Regions from separate parts of the Mus musculus genome. Here regions 1 and 2 are each linked to region 3. Evidence: chromatin contacts called from public HiChIP or PLAC-seq data. All regions are on one chromosome and are shown on one strand. Each heading gives the region's core, a stretch centred on a gene start, on an enhancer-like site or on the middle of the called end of the contact. The rest is flanking DNA. Distances are from core to core; before and after follow the strand shown. Region 1 holds the start of Plau (plasminogen activator, urokinase). Region 2 has its middle 3.9 kb from the start of Gm30212. Region 3 holds the start of Mrps16 (mitochondrial ribosomal protein S16).

Region 1 (3,609 bases), core at 563-3,062, 440 kb before region 3:
AGGCGGTTTGGACAGGCATTTCAGAGGTGACACGGTTTCAGACCTGTCAGGTGATATGAGGGAGATTCACCCTTTTTTTTCACACTTGTATAGCCACTACTTCATGAGTGTGTGTGTGTGTGTGTGTGTGTGTGTGTGTGTGTGTGTGTGACTCCCAACTTCTGCTGCCTGTTTTGTTTGTTTGTTTGCTTATTTTATGTGTATGAGTGTTTTTCCTCCATGTATATCTGTACACCATGTATGTCACTTGGGCTGGAAGAGGTCAGAAGAGGGCATCAGATTCTCTGGGACTGGGGGTACAGATGGCTGTAACCCACCTCTATGGGTGCTGAAACTCAAACTATAGGATGTCTAGAAGAGCAGCCAGTGTTCTTAATCACTAAGCTGTCTCTCTAGCTGCGCCTCGCCCGCCTTTTGAGACAAGGACTTACTATGGAGGCCAGGCTTCAGTCTCCTCCTAAGTGCTGGGGTAACAGACCCACACCTCCAAGGCCAGCTTCTGCCTGCTTCTGCATCCCACCCATCTGTCCCTGTTCTAAGATCTCTGGTCCTCCCCCACTCCCACATTCCAAGTCCAAATCCCCATACCTATCTCACAGTGCTCCCCCTGGAATTTCCTTGGGCAGCTGCATCGGCGAATTCTGGAGAAGTACTTGTAGGACACGCATACACCTCCGTTCTGACAGCCACAGTTTGCTAGCAAATGCAAAGGAGGGGTAAGCAAGGATCAAGTGGGGAGCCAGCCTTTCAGCAGGGACAGGGAGGGTATGTCTCCTAAGGTTTTTCAAGGGTCTCTGTGCAGCCAACTATTGTGCAAGGAAGCAGATACTCACATTCATCAGGAGCTCCAAGTACACTGCCACCCTGCAAGAGATGAAGGTGACATGCTCTAGGGAATTCATGTTCAGGATAAACAGGTCCCCACCTCAAAATCCCTTCCAGTGATATTCATTCACTCATAATATTCTCTCTCTCTCTCTCTCTCTCTCTCTCTCTCTCTCTCTCTCTCTCTCTTTCTCCCACCCCACCCCTGTCTGTCTCTCCCCTTTCTGTTTATTACTAGCCAGCACCCAGACATGGACTGACTCAAGCAAACTTCACACAAACCAGGTGCCCTTGGGCTAAGGCACTCCCCGTGGCTTCTTCCTCCCTTGCCAGATAGTGCAAACCTCTTTGGGTGCACAAGCCCTCCGCTGATACATTGTCCTATTTCCTGGGAAAGCCTGGACCTGCCTTTGATGCCTAAGTTCCCCGTGCAGCCCCCATTTTTCCCCTGATGCTGCTTAAGGGATCCTGCAAGCCCCTTCCTGATGGTGCTAAAGCAGCGAGACCACTCACTTCAGAGTTTTTCACCACCAAGGCGCAGAGGAACAGGCTCGCCAGCCAGACTTTCATGGTAGTGCCGCTGGGCTCTAGACAGCAGTTCTGCAAAGGAAGGAGAAGTCAGGACAAGAAGCGGAGCAGCTTGAAGGTGGCAGAGTTACTACAGACCAAGGGAAGCCACTCCAGGTGTCCTGCGGGGCAAGCCATCAGTGACCAACCTCCCCAAGCCGGGCAGTCTCTCCCCTCTGCGGGCTCTGAATCCGCACAACACCATGGAACCTCTCTGTAGAGGGGCGCGAAGGGCTGGAGTGGTGACCTTGCCCACAGTTCCGCCAGCCAAGGTAGTGGGAAGGGAGGCATGCGGGAGCCCTGGCTGCCTCATCCCGCTAGGCTTGCTTCAGACCAACAGCACTCACCGGTGACTGCAGCGGAAGGGCGCTGGCAGACACGCAAGGACTGGATGGATGACAGACAGAGCTCTGGGGCTACAGGCTCTGCTCGGCGCTGCTCGCCCTTTATTAGGGCCCGCCAGAGCCCTGGCCCCGCCCAGGTTTGCTGGAGGGCGGCTCTCTCTCTCTCTCTCTCTCTCTCTCTCTCTCTCTCTCTCTCTCTCTCTCTCTCTCTCTCTCTCTCTCTCTCCTTTTCCTTTTCCTGCATCCCACCGCAACTGGACCGCGCTTGCTTCCCAACTTTGACGAAGTCACGGAATTTCCAGCTGAGCAAACTTAACGCAGTCTGTCTGGATCGAGCGATGATCCGGCGGCTTGAACATTCTTCCTTTCTTTCATTCACCTAGTGCGGCCCCAGTGTAGCGTGGTGAGGGCGCTCCAGCCATTGGCTCGCTGATCTCAAGCCTCTTCCTTAGTGGTTTAATCAGTTCTTCTCCAACCTGTCCCCCTACCTGCCTACGACACTGATTCAGATGTCTGATAGAGGGGTATAAGTCGCAGTTCCTTTACAACAAAAAATACCTACTAACAAAGGCTCCCACATGTCAAATGCTGAGTTCTCCAAATGCCACTAATGCAAGCAGTGAATCAGAAGACAAGAGTGAAGTTTGTCGTCAGGGAGTGTAATACTGTCATCAGAAGGTGAAAGGCAAGGTCAGATTTTATTCAGATTTGCTGTTTGGTTTAAGGTCAATCTTTGAAAGACAATTTTAAAATTTATGGCAAGGGCCAGACTTAATGGTGCACGTCTTTTATCTAAACACTAGGGAGGAAGAGGCAGGTGGATCTCTGCGAGTTCAAGCCCAGACTAATTTACATAGTGAAATCCTCAAAAATAATTATGATTTTTAAAAAAGCAGTAATGGTTACTATGTTAGGATTGTGGGAGCAAAGTCTTGGCACAGCAGCTGCTATGGAAGTGTCAATGGGTCTTTTGAAAAATGCCTATAATGAACAATCCATTTATTTGTCTGGAAAAGAATACAACCAATACAGAGGATCATAGATCAGGACTGAGTGCATACCTCACTGGTATTGTGGTTGCACACAGACACAAATAAGCAATCAAGGGGGGGTGTCTTTTTTTTAAAGATTTATTTATTTTATGTATGCGAGTGCACAGTCCTCTCTTCAGACACACCAGAAAAGAGTACCAGATCCCATTGTAGGTGGTCATGAGCCACCATGTGGCTGCTGGGAATTGAACTCAGGACCTCTGGAAGAGCAGTCAGTGATGTGAACAGTAACATGAACAGTACATTGTAACAGGATAGAAAAAAAAAGCAAGGAATACTCAAACCTCGTTAGTGTGGGCTATCAACATGCAACAACAGTGGGGGTGTCTGCTCTTCCCTTGTAGTAGAGAGGCTGTGGGTCTGAAGGAAAAGATAAAAGGAATGTTTATTTTTCACTGAATACTATTTCACACTGTTTTAAAAACTTTAAACACGTCCTCGTATCAGCCATTCTAAAAAAATAATTACACATTTTATTTTTGGGTGTGAGCCTAGCCATCTCTTCTGTTGCCAATTCCACACTGTAAATGCACTTGTGTTCAGCATTTTACATCATCACGTTAAGACGAAAACAATTATTTATCTAATAATTTATCTAATAAAATAGGCTTATATAAAGACAGGTCATGTATAAATGAGCCCTGAACATCTTGAAGACAAAGCACCCTCCCTCATGCACACACTTGCACACATGCACACATGCACACATGCACACACCCCTCAGGCAAAGTAGGGAGTGCTCAGAAAAGATTCCAAGGGTCAGTCACTGCAACATGTGCCTCAGAGCCAAGGACCAGTGGTCATTTTGATGCTCCTTCCAC
Region 2 (3,262 bases), core at 48-2,547, 490 kb before region 3:
GGAGGGTGGGGTAGAGTATGTCCTGGAAGAAGAGAAGCCAGAGACAAACTTTGCCTGCCTTGTAGTTTAGCCGAGTCTCCTGAACACCGAGGGTGGGTTATTTCTTTGTTTATACATTTATTTTGCAAGAGTCTCACTGTATAGCCCTCACTGGCCTCGAACTCACTATGCAAATCAGGCTGGCCTCAAACTCATTATCTGGCAGGATAATGATCTGAATGCCTCTGCCTCTCAAGTGCTAGGATTAAAGGCTTGTACCACCATGCCCATGTTGGACTATTGGGCTTCGTAAGAACTTGAGTTAACGGGACAATTCTGTTTATCCTGAGTCTTGAGCTTGTCTCTGCTCCTCATTTGGAAACTGAACATACCCCAGGAGAGCAGATCTGCCTCTTTTAAGGGAAGAGAATCACAGAAGAGTAAACTCAGGGTGGCGTGTGACTCAGGAACTAGTTGTGATGAGAAGCCAGTGGTACACACCCTCCTCACATGGCAGCTCTGCCTGCTGCCTTCCTCAAGAGGAACAAGAAGTGGATGCTCTATGTCTGAGGGGTTTTTTGCTTTGGTTTTTTTTTTTTTGTTTTGTTTTGTTTTGTTTTTTTGTTTTTTTCTTCCAATAGCTGCAGATACTGATGGCCTATTTTTGATCTGTTCCTGTCACTGTCTCCTCCGTGGAGGGGACAGTTGGCCCCACAGGTTGACCGCTGAGCTTGAGCCTCAGGCTGGCAGGGAGGCTGCAGCTCAAAACACCGGGGCACCCAGGGGAAACATTATCCTGCCAGAGCCGAACAAGGAACTGAGTGTTTAGAATAACTTCAAGAAAGTCGTGGGCGTTTCCTCTGTCAGGGAAACAAGAAACCACAGTGAGATAATGGATAGCTATATTCAGGTCACAGATTATCAGCTGCCACTGCTGCTTCCTGTTCAGAATTCGATGAAACTTTCTAGTCACTGAGCCTTGTGGGTACTGTGAGGGTGAGTGCTATAGGGCTTCAGAGTTCTGCCTGGGGCTCTGGCTTAGCCCAGAGGTGGGAACTGGGTCTTTTTGGGGGCTGGGTGGGGGGTGGACAAAGCTTCACATGTCAGTCCTTATTTGTTTGCTGTCTGTTTTGTTTTGTTTCTGAGGCATGGTCTTATGTAGGCTAAGCTGGATTCAGACTCTATGCACCAAGGATGGCCTTGAACTTCTGCTCCTTGTATATCTACCTCTTGAGTGCTGGAATTGCCTGTGTGCACCACCACAGCCAGTGTGTGCTGTGCTAGGGATAGAACTGACGACTTCCTACAAGTTAACCAAACCTCCTACCAGCTGAGCCACACCCCAAGCCCTGGGATCCAGTTCTTAAAAGAGAAGATGGTGGATAAGGGACCAAGAGCAAGGGTTATTTTTTTTTTTTTTTACTACGTTTACAGTATTTGTCAGGCTCTTGAGCTACGAGATTTCCGTGCATTCGCCTGGTTGATTCCAAAAACCACCTATGAGAAAGTAATGTCCATACGTGACAGTGCCACACCTGGGAACCAGACCGGGACTTTTCTATTTTCTCCCTCCTCTGTCCCCCCTTTTCTTCCTTCCTCTCCTCTTTCTTTCCTTCTTCCCTCTTCTTCTTCAACTTCTCTCTCTTTCTCTTTCTAATTTACATACATTTCTATCATTCCTTGGAGTTCTGTCATTCATACCTCTTTCCAGAAAATAGTTGCTGCTGCTCTGACTCCCAGACACACTAATTTTTAATATTTGTTTGTTTGTTTATTGGTTTTAGGAGACAGGATTTCTCACATAGTTCTGGCTGTCCTGGAACTCACCAAGTAAAGCAGTAGGGGTTCAAACTCAAAGATCCAGTGCCCCCCCCTCCTGAGTGGGATTAAAGGTGTGTGCCGCCACCACCACCTGGCAATAACCAAAGGTTTTGGCTTCTGTCCTCCAGTGTTGGTTTTTACTCATTCCTGAACTTCAGACCAGTATTCTTGTATCCAGCTTGATTTTCTTCACAAAGTCTATCTGAGATGTATATATAGTGTATGTACCACCATGTTGCTCCAATTTTACTACCAAGTAGCATTCCATTTTGTGAATTTACACTTCAGTTTATTTATCTAGTGGATTTGGATCCCCTGCCCCAGTTTTAGGTTATTTTGAATAACACTGCCATGAACAGTCTCCTTAGTTGGGGATATTTAACATTTTATTAAACACTGTAGTGTCAGAGATATGGGGGCCATCCCATACTCCCAGAAACCCTAGACCAGTGTTCTAGTTCTTTCACACTCTTGACAACACACAAAATTATTGTTCTGTTCATCTCAGCCGTTACAGTGAGTGCAAGAATTGGGTCTTTCTGATTCCAAAGCCTATGCAGCATTATAAAATCCTGGGGTGGAGCTCCTGCTGTATGTGTGGCTCTCTGTGGTGGAGGGGAATGAGAGAACAGAGAGATGCACTCCTGGCAGAAGGAATGGAAAGGGACTGCTTAAGACAGCTGGGTGCCAAGAAGCCAGCCTCCTCTATCATTTCTTGATTGGGTGCAACATGCCATTTTCTAGGAACAGCACTGCTGGAGAAAGCTCTCTTGTGGCTTCTGGTACAAAGGCATGCCAAGTGTGTGGCCAGTATGGTTAGAGCCTACTGTAGAGTCAGCCCTGTTCTTCCCTAAGAGCTTGAAGTGGTTCAGGCCAGAACATCAAAGGACCATCAAGGATGGGCCAGCCCCAAGAGGCACTGTGGTGCAAAGAGTAAAAACCTGACTGTCCTCCACTCTGGCCTTCTCTGTAAGTCTTACTATTGAGTGGAGGCAAAGACACCTGCCTGTATTCAATGCCACATAGGTCTCTTCAGGCTCAGTTCTGTTTCTAGGTGCCTACTCCCTCAGTAGACCCTCTCCCCATGCTCCATGTTCACCATGCTGACCTATTCGGTATTAACGACATCTCATGCTATAATAAGTGTCCCCATGGAAAGTACGTGCCCCATCGATGCCCTTTTTGTCAGTTGATCTGGTAGACTCCTCATCCCTCAAAACTCAGCTCAGGAAATATGTTTGTTGTGAAACCTTTTCTAGTCACTCAGTTGTTCTGCTGAAAGATGGATGAACCTATACATTGTATTATACACCTCCTGACTCTACACTGCTTTCTCACCAGACTGTGAATTTACAGAGGATGTGTCAGGTGCATAGCAGGTTCTCAGTAAACATCTATTGACTGGGTGAGTAAATTTATGATTGAATGAATAAAGGAAGGAATCTTAAATGAAAATTAGACA
Region 3 (3,367 bases), core at 796-3,295:
AAAAATAAACAAAAAATGAGAGGAAAGATATATACCTACCATATATCCATCCACAAATAATGTTTTTTAATAGTTACATAATTATGTAGGACATATAAAGTATATGCTACATATGAATTCAGAAACACTGGTGAATTTTGAAGGTTTTTTTTTGTTTTTGTTTTTGTTTTTTTTTTGAGTAGCACTGGTATAGGTCGTGGACATCTATTGGTTGAATAGCAGATTCATCTAAGCTGACTCTAGTTGTGTTTTATGAAGTAGAAAAGAGGCCAGGATATGTTTTGGTAGAGGTGTGGTATAGTGAGGTGGGAGAGGTTGCCTCTGTGGGCCCATGCTGAGGCACCCCTTCCCCCTGAGGGACCAGCCACACAACAGATACAGTATAGAATAGAGTTTATTTAGGGCATGTGTAAGGGAGTTGAGAAAGTAGTAGAGACAGAGAAAGGGGGGGGGGCGGGGAGGGAAGAAGAGGAGAAGAGGGAAGGCCAGAATCATTGAGAGAGAGAGAGAGAGCAAAGAGAGGAGCTCCTTTCATAGTAAACTAGGCATACCTGGCAATTGCCAGGTAACCGTGGGGTGGAGCCTAGAAGGAATTCTAACAACTCTACTATGCTTAAGTGGAAACCAATTTGGACTGTATCTCCTAACTCTCTCTCTGCCAAGCTGGAGGAGCTCACGGAAGCTGAGGATGCTCTGTCTGAAGCCAACGCGTTGAATAACTGCAACGCCGAAGTGTGGGCCTATCTGGCTCTGGTCTGCCTGAAAGTGAGTGTTTCTTATTGTCCCTTCACAAGGCCCTCTCAGGGGTCAGGTGAAGGCCCAACTAAGAAAGAAAGGTAAGCTGGCTGTTAGCACACAGCAACTGAAGTTGGAAGAGTTCCAGATTTGTCTCTACTGATGACAAGGAGAATGTTCTGGGCGGTTCCTCCTTGAGATGGATGTGGTCAGTAACCTCCGATTCACATTTTACTAGGAAAGATGTTAATTGCTTCTTTCAGGTTGGACGACAACTGGAAGCAGAGCAGGCTTATAAGTACACAATAAAGGTATGCGACAGCTGATTGCCATTCTGAGAGTGTACAGACCATGAGAGCGCTCAGTGCCTGATGAATTCCCACCCAAGATCCAATACATTCCAATTCTTTGAGAGCTTCCATGGTGTCGAGAATACAGGAGAGGCCCATCCCGTCCCCACAAATCTGGAGCCTCTTAAATTAGGGGTCTTCAAAGTCACCTGGTGTGTTGGACATAACTTCTTCCCTGCCTTGTTTCTGCAGCTGAAACTGAAAGACCAGGCTCTACTTGAAGAAATCCACACTGTACAGGAAATGGTTGGTTTTGGAAATCCATCTTTCTGACAGCCTTACAAGTGGATATTTAATATGGAGCCCCAAGCACGTTTCCTTTCCAAACTGTCACCAGATGAAGCCTGCCCATCCCCACCCCTTTAGTTCACATTAAAAAAATATAAACCCCAAACTCAAAATTTATCATGTTTCTGGAGTCGTATGTATAGCACATTATATTTTATATGCTCTTATGTACATGTAGCTAATTAATAGCCACTATTTGTGGGTAGATATCTGGCATAATGGTGTGACTATTAGAATTACTTTTTAAAGTTTATCTGATCACCTTGTTGGTAAGATTCCCTGGAGGTGCACAATTGCCAAAGTTCTGGACCAATGTTACTGGGGCTTGGAAATTAAGGCAACATCTTCAAAGGTGGGACCAGAATACAACTGTGCTGTGTCACACACAGTTGACAGTGGGTAAGAGAACAGAGGATATTCCGGAGGCGGGGGAACCGTCGCAGGATGGAACGGCCTGCAAGGAACTCAGCACCGCCGCGGACAGGAAAGTCTCCCGCACGCCGCAGGCACTCAGCTGAAGACCGCCAGCAGCCCACGCCTACAGACACGCCTCTTCCGTAGCAGTCAAGGATCAGTCACCGGCGCCCTGTGGCACTCCCGGCGCTCGGTTGCCCTCCCGTGCGCATTGGAAGAGAAAGCGGAAGGGGCGGGCCGATCGGCCGGAGGCTTCCGCAGAGGGCTTTCCGGCTCTGGAGTGGTGCGGACGTCGCGTCGTGTGCCCGCCGGCCGCTTGGGGGCGCTCTTCCGGGCTTCAGGCTCTGTGCCGCGGGGCTGTGCAGCGGGACAGCTGGAGAGCCGCTCGCCCAGGCACCATGGTCCAGCTCAGTGAGTGCGCGGGGCTTCCGGGCGGGCGTGGGCTGCGGCGACCCGGGCTAGGCGCGGCCACATCGCCTTCCAGCGGAGCTTCGTCTCAGTCCGTCTCGCTTTTAGCAGTGGTCTCACTGGGTAGCTCTGGCTGGCCTGGAACTCGCAGCGTAAAGACGGGCTGGCTTCGAACTCCTTCCTAGACAGACCTTTGCCTCTGCCTCCCAAAGGCCCTGTGATTAGAGGCGTGCGCCACCGCGCCCAGCCTGTCTCAGTTTTTTACCACACATCGTAGAAATCGTTTTACAGATGAGGCACCTAAGGGTAAGACAAGGTCATGGCTTAGTAAATGGTGTTAGGGTCCGAGAATTTGGAAATAATCCAATATGAAAACCAAGTTTAAACCAGCAAGCTTATTTTAAAAGCTAATATTTCGGGGAGACGGCTGGGTTCGGGGTCCAAAACGTGACAGCGTGGGGCAAGACAGGACAACCTTTTAAAACATAAAAACCACAAATTGGATGGGCTAGGGACCACATGCATGGTTTTCCATACCTGTCATTTTAAGTGGGTTACTACCGGTCAAGTACCTCAGTTGGCTTTTTTTTTTTTTTAAACTTTTTATTAGGTATTTTCCTCATTTACATTATGCTATCCCAAAAGTCCCCCATACCCACCCCCCACTCCCCTACCCACCCACTCCCCCTTTTTGGCCCTGGCGTACCCCTGTACTGGGGCATATAAAGTTTGCAAGTCCAATGGGCCTCTCTTTCCAGTGATGGCCGACTAGGCCATCTTTTGATACATATGCAGCTAGAGACAAGAGCTCCTGGGTACTGGTTAGTTCATATTGTTGTTCCACCTATAGGGTCTCAGTTGGCTTCTTAACTTGGCCTGGATTGAGGCCAGCCAGTCAGAGCCTATATAGTGGCTGGTTGGTTTCAGTCCGGACTAGTTGCTAACCAACAAGGCATAGGGTGAGATATTGTGGCCTAAGTTCATATGGGGCGCCTGGGGCCAGAAGCCATTTCTGGGAATTCAGCTGTTTCTTAGAATTTATCTTAGTACAAAGTGGAGACTATTTACAAGATGGAGTCTCCAAGGGTAAAGTGGACCCCAACCTCGGCAGGACTGTGTTATGTGGATTTGGAAAAAAGGAGGTATGTCTGGTCTGGAGGGGTTAAGGAGGA

The links. HiChIP or PLAC-seq counts read pairs in DNA pulled down with a chosen protein or histone mark.
Region 1: a contact with region 3 is called in a FOXA1 HiChIP or PLAC-seq map of pancreatic cancer cells. The contact joins the promoter of Plau here to the promoter of Mrps16 in region 3. A contact is called at or near these places in 3 of 39 promoter capture datasets (cranial neural crest, liver and stem cell-derived epiblast-like cells), 1 of 484 Hi-C or Micro-C datasets (the G1E-ER4 cell line), 1 of 115 datasets of contacts at active chromatin or transcription factors (pancreatic cancer cells) and 1 of 9 other capture datasets (adipose tissue).
Region 2: a contact with region 3 is called in an H3K4me3 HiChIP or PLAC-seq map of fetal liver, with 6 times the contacts expected there. The contact joins the enhancer-like site here to the promoter of Mrps16 in region 3. A contact is called at or near these places in 1 of 39 promoter capture datasets (second pharyngeal arch cranial neural crest), 1 of 484 Hi-C or Micro-C datasets (reprogramming fibroblasts) and 3 of 115 datasets of contacts at active chromatin or transcription factors (double positive thymocytes, fetal liver and pancreatic cancer cells).

Annotation. Positions count from the first base shown.
Region 1 is chr14:20,834,865-20,838,473 of GRCm38.p6, reverse strand. Plau (plasminogen activator, urokinase) reads right to left here and starts at 1,812. Exons shown (of 11, transcript NM_008873.3): 1 at 1,740-1,812; 2 at 1,339-1,425; 3 at 834-864; 4 at 589-696. The coding sequence starts at 1,395.
Region 2 is chr14:20,882,911-20,886,172 of GRCm38.p6, reverse strand. No RefSeq gene overlaps it. Among named protein-coding and RNA genes, the nearest start is that of Gm30212, 3.9 kb to the left of the region's middle. Within about 2 kb of position 1,297, at least 21 of the 459 cell types and tissues checked have an H3K27ac peak or open chromatin away from gene starts, as enhancers often do. A contact at or near this core is called in fetal liver, where this site is marked.
Region 3 is chr14:20,392,312-20,395,678 of GRCm38.p6, reverse strand. Mrps16 (mitochondrial ribosomal protein S16) reads left to right here and starts at 2,045. Exons shown (of 3, transcript NM_025440.3): 1 at 2,045-2,198. The coding sequence starts at 2,186. It overlaps Cfap70 (cilia and flagella associated protein 70), which reads left to right. Exons shown (of 29, transcript NM_029698.1): 27 at 664-765; 28 at 999-1,046; 29 at 1,278-1,489. The coding sequence ends at 1,358.